Linked DNA regions of Oryctolagus cuniculus: region 2 is linked to region 1. Evidence: chromatin contacts called from public Hi-C data. All regions are on one chromosome and are shown on one strand. The core of a region is the stretch at or near the end of the contact, and the rest is flanking DNA. Distances in the headings are between cores, read along the strand shown. Region 1 holds the start of BACH2 (BTB domain and CNC homolog 2). Region 2 overlaps BACH2 (BTB domain and CNC homolog 2).

Region 1 (2,700 bases), core at 127-2,626:
ATTCTGTCGTCAGCAGGGGTCTCAGAAACAGGGCAAAGGGGCACTGGGACCTAAAGTCAAGTGATCAAGGGCTACTCTGAGCTCCAAGGGTTTTTCTCATCTAAAACCCAAAAGGGTTAGCAAAGAAAACGTCCCAGGCCGGGCCCAGATCCACATGTCAAGGTCTTCCAGCGCTGTTAGAAAAATCAGCTTAGCGCCTTCAGCTTGCTTTTGGCCGTGGCTTAGCTTTCCACACAGCCGTTCCAAGTGGGGCCTTTAAAAATTCTGCCCTCAAATCGAAGGTGGCTGCAGCCACACTCCGGGTGATATCACGAGACTCCCAGGGCGAGGCTCCCCTGCTTCCTCAGCATATGCCAGTGCCTGTTTTATAGGGGGGATTTACGATCCTTCCCTCAGTAGAGCGAGCCAAAGTTTTATAATATTCATTAAAAATCAGCACCACATGCAATAATACGGAATAGTGCCCTTACCCAAGGGGCCAAGTTATAGGTGTTTAGGGAAACGTGGCAGAGTTTCCTGGCCTCTCCACGGGTAAAGCTGCAGGCAGCAGCACTGCACTCACCCAACCTAATTTTACTGCAAGCCTATCTCTCCAGCCTGGGTCCCTAACGACTCTCTTAAAACTCTAACTACCAAGCTTTCTCCTGACGGGGCAGCCGCGCGATGGCCATAGGGGCAACACCCTGCAGCCTCCAGGGACAGGCTGGCAAGGTGGCTGGAGCTGGGGAGCTGGACTTGGAATTGAGCTTCGCACAGAGCGAGCGCTCTTTCCATAACCTGGCCGGGGGTGCTTAGACGTTCCTGGAATGGGGCAGGCCGAGGCGCTGCTGAAAAAGATCCAAACGTTAGCCTCGGTCGGGTGCTCCTCTCGGTCGGCCTGTCCCTAGGCAGAAGCAGGGGTCCGGTCAGCCCTGGGGGAAGTGGGAGGGAGAGGGGTGCGTGGAGCACCTTTTCGGGCTTGTCCAGGAAAAACGCGCAGACCACAGCCCAGCAGTCTCAGGTCTCGCTCCCGGGCCTGGAGGCAGTGCCCTGGGCTCTGGCCCCTCTCCCGCCCTGGCCTCCCCAAGCCCAAACCCCTAACCCTGCTCTTGCAAGGCCCTGCCAGCCGAGCGGGCAGCCCCGCCGGGAGCAGAGGGCTCTGCGGGCCGCACGGCCGCACAAAGCGGGGAGCTCGGCGCGCCCCCTCCCGCGAGCCGGCGGAGCGCGCGCCCGCCCCCGCCCCCGGAGCGCCATTCGCGGAGCGGCTTACGCTAGTCGCCGGGCGTACGGCGCCCCAGCGGCCGGGGAGGTGCGCTGCCCGGCTCCCGTAAAGTTATTGTGAATGGGGAGCGGGTGACGTCAGCGCCGAATGTCAACAATGTAGCGATTGAGAGTGTGGGCGTTCCAGGGAGAGCGCAAGCCGCGCGGCACGGAGCAAACACCGCCGAGCCGCCGCCGCCGCAGCAGCCGCCGCCGCCGCCGCCGCACAGCACAGCAGCGGCCGTGCACGCCCGGCTGCGGTCGCACCAGCGCTCCCGCTCCCGCCGCCGCGCCCTCGCCGCCCGCTCCCGCCGCCGCCCCGCTCTCGCCCTCTCCCTGGCCGCTTCTCGCCCCTCCCCTCCCCCTTCCCGGCGCACTCGGGGGCTGGGAACGAGCTGCCATGTGATGCGCGTCCCCTCTGCGAGCCTTCGGTGACCCCCCGAACCGCCCACCGCGCCGGCTGCTGGGACGGGGCTCGGGCCGGGCAGACGTGGGGACGAGGAGGCGGAAAGGACGCGAAGTTCTCCGGCGAGGTGAGTCCCCGGCCCCGGCGGGGCGGCGGGCGAGCATGCAGGGGGAACGGGTGCGCGGGGCAGGCGGGGAGGCGTGGGGAAGCGGAGCCGCGGCCGCCCTGCCCAGCGCCCCGCGCGCAGCCGCCCGCCCCGCGCCCTCCCGCTTTTATGGCATTTTCTAGGAACGGGAAGCGGGTGGGCGCCGCGGCGAACGGGCGCTCTGCCGCCTGGCTGTTTACGGCGGGCGAGGCGGCATTGTATTTTGCTCGCGTCGACGGGTGTTTTGGAACAGCAGGGGGAGGAGGAGCAGAGGGTAATAAGTCAGGCGCGGGAGGGCGGGTGGAGCGAAGCGCGCGGCCGCGGGAGCTGCCGCAGCTGTCAGACCCACGGCCCTGCCCCGGCCGGGCCAAGCCTGTGCCGCCCGGCCCCCCGGCCCGCGAGACCCGCGCCCAGCCGGGCTGCCGCCTCCCGGTCCGCGCCGCCGCTCCTTTGCGCTCAGCTGTCAGCCGCTGCCGGTGGCCCAGACCGCAGCCGCTGGCGGGAGATCCAAGCCCAAGTTTAGGCTCCCAGGAAAGGGGCAGGTTGGGGGCTTCGCGGCGCACACCTGAGTGGAATCTCTGCCTCCCGGGTTGTCGGAATGCGTCCCGCGGAGCTTAAACCTGGGGCTCGAGGCTCCTGCAGGGAAGCCTCGCACCTCCCTCTCCCGGGGTACTGCACGAAGCCTACGTGCAACGCACGCACACAGCCCCGGAGCTCCACCTGGGAATGTCGGTCGGGGAGACCCCGGCTCTCCAAATCGAGGCGCGCCGTGGGTCTCGGTTCTAGCTGCCTGTGCGGCCGGGCACTCTGGACAGGGCGGCGGGCGGCGCTCACGGGCTACCCCAGCTGCCCGCGAGCCGGGGACTCCAACTAGCATCTCGACCGCCTCGATCTGGATGGGGATTTGCAA
Region 2 (2,700 bases), core at 26-2,525, 240 kb after region 1:
CGTGACATCAGGGTGTAGGAATTTAAACAATAAGACTTCTTGTGAAACGTGGCTAAGTAGGCACAGCCAATGTTGCGAAGTTCTCAATGCCCGCGGAAGGCAGTCCTTTGCCTGGGCTTCGAAAGACCTATTAGCTTATAAACCACTGTTAAAGAAAAAGCAGCGAAAATCACTCGTCTCGCAAAGACACTGAAGCAATTTCTGTTCTCAGGGAAGCTAAAAATGCATTCATGTATATAAAGGACCTGCGCTATTATGTATGTAAAAACCCTGCACTCTATTAGGGGGTGCAGTGGCCCCTTCCCTCCTTCACCTAAAATGGGAAATCCACCGTTTTGCGAAGACCTTTCTTGCTTTGAATAATATTTATTTCTTGAAAATGAAAAAAAAATCCTTTAAGTCACTTAGACTTGAGAGGAGTTTTAAGGCTTGATCCTAATTCTCTAAATCCTTCTGACATCGGGGGAGCACAGGGAGGGAGTAATCCTGCTTTGAAGAGCAATTTTAATTGAATTTACTTGAATATGCACCCTAGCCTCTTTTCACTCTGAGCCTTTAAGGAAGACTCGGATATTTGCAGCCCTCAACAGGGCCGGGGCAGGAAAAGGCACAGACTTCCTTGTTGGTTCTGGCAGCATCCCCAAATTTCCTATTTTGATGTTTGAAATCTGACCTTCCAGGAAAGGGGCGGGGGGGGGGGGGGCAGGGAGGAGGACGCGCGTGCACTGACCGAAGGTGCTGCTGGAGCTAACTTAGTACCTGATGCTGAAGCTTGCATCCATAGGGTCTGTACGGCATCCTTGCAGAATCCTCTTAATTGAAGAAATGTTTCATCTCTATCTCTGTTGACAGGAAAGATTGCCTACTGATAATTGCTTTGCTTAAGTGTCTGATAATATGCCAGGAATGAGAGCATTCTATGTTAGGTCATCTTTAATTATGCATGTACCACCTGTCAGCTCTAAATCAGTACCAGATAAGATTCTTGTGGAGTCAGCTTGGGAGGGTGGCAGGGAGGCTGGCGTGATCTGTTTTAGAAACAACAAAAATAGACCGCAGTAGTAAACAGACCTGATAACCTGCAGCTTTTTTAAAGGAGCCTCGTTTGTATTGTTCTTGAGCAAGACCAAGCCATTGGTACATCTGCACGTTTGAAGCCTCACCCAAGAGAGATAAATCTCTGTGCAGATAAATCACTGCAAGAGAGCCTGGTAGTGCCTCTCCTCTCGGTACCATCTGTTGCATTTCCTTTTTGCTCCCTCTCGTCGTTGTAAATGAGCCAGGGAAAAGCTCAGAAGCACTTTCGTAAGCTATGTGAGGATAGGAAATATGTTCACGATGTTAGATTTCTCGTGTTGCGGGGTTGGTGTTTTGTGTGTGTGTGTGTGTGTGTTTTTTTTTTCCAGGCCTTGGTTGGCTTTTTTTAGAAAGACAAGTGTGGGTTGGAAGTAATGCTTCTTACTCTCCGTCAGCTTTTGGTAGTTTTATTCTCACTTTTCAGGGTTGTTTGGGACTTTCTGGCAGGGTGTTTAGGGTTCTTCATTGAAGGCTTAGATCCCTCTTCTGGTTTTTGATAGGGTGGATTTGCGAATGGTGCCTTTCCACCTGTTGGAAGCTGAAGGAAACCTCGAATTACTGTGCACTTTTCACAGAGATGGGGTTAGGTAGCTGAGGGGCCAGTGGCAAAGAAGGGCCCAGCGAAGGAGGTAACAGGTGTGGAAGTTACCTTGTGGGGTGGTTCGCACTTCTACCATGCACTCACTCCCCAATCTCCATGAGAATTTGTGAACCAGGGCCTTAGAAATAATTTGGAAATTCCAAAATGCCTTGTTCTAAGCACTGCTGGCTAGTGGCATTGAAGAGAAACACAGGTCAGCTAATAAAGAAAAGAAGACCTATATCCCTTGTCCGGTTCCGTCAGAGTACTGGGGTCCAGTTCATGGCTCTGGGTGACCTTTGACAGCCTTTTGATACCTGGGAAGCTGTTTGCTTTTCTACCCTAATCAAACCGAAGTGCTGGCTCAATCTCAAAAAAAAAAAAAAAAAAAAAAAAAAAAAAAAAAAAAAGAGTAGAGTCAAGCCCTACTTAGTACAGTCACGTTGCTGGTGCTTTGGCTACTGAATGCTCACATCACAGTTAGAGTAATCAGGTATTGTATGAAGAGCTTTGACAGCCGTGTAATGGACACTTCTTAAAGCAGAAGACAAGATACATTCCAAGCCTGAACAGAAAAGAGCCTCAGAAAGTTAAGCTAAGTCAGAGAAAAACAACGGAGGAAGTGAAGAGAGGCAAAAACCGTGCTGCCACGTCTCTCGCTCCAGCTCGCCTTCACAAAGTCTTTTGTATCTCCCTGGAAAGACCTTGCACCCTCTCCACCTGGTTAACTCTTGGTTTCAAGTCGTCGTCTAAGTGTCATCTCCACCAGGACGCTGTTCTGATCCTTTCCGGCAAAATCTGCGGCCCCTCCTGTGTGATCCGCAGCATGCTGCCCGCCTCCTTGGCAGCTTTGATGGTGTCGTGCTGTGAGAGCTGGCTTACTTCTCTTTCCCCAACAGAGTGGCAGCTGGAAGAGCCAACGTTGGCCTAATGGGAGTAGGTGAGATCTCGCATCCAGAGCGAGAGTGGCAGTGACTTCATTGGACTGCACAGTAGCAGTGATGTCAGTGGACTCCTTAAGACCATGTGACGGATGTTAGACA

Evidence for each region. Hi-C and Micro-C count contacts between places; a contact is called where the count stands out from the background.
Region 2: a contact with region 1 is called in a Hi-C map of psoas muscle, with 3 times the contacts expected there. The contact joins the enhancer-like site here to the promoter of BACH2 in region 1. A contact is called at or near these places in 2 of 6 Hi-C or Micro-C datasets (psoas muscle and an unstated tissue).

What each region holds. Positions count from the first base shown.
Region 1 is chr5:82,212,714-82,215,413 of mOryCun1.1, forward strand. BACH2 (BTB domain and CNC homolog 2) reads left to right here and starts at 1,377. Exons shown (of 7, transcript XM_070073780.1): 1 at 1,377-1,772.
Region 2 is chr5:82,455,081-82,457,780 of mOryCun1.1, forward strand. All of the region lies in intron 3 of BACH2 (BTB domain and CNC homolog 2), which reads left to right. Among named protein-coding and RNA genes, the nearest start is that of GJA10, 210 kb to the right of the region's middle. Within about 2 kb of position 1,276, at least 4 of the 8 cell types and tissues checked have an H3K27ac peak or open chromatin away from gene starts, as enhancers often do.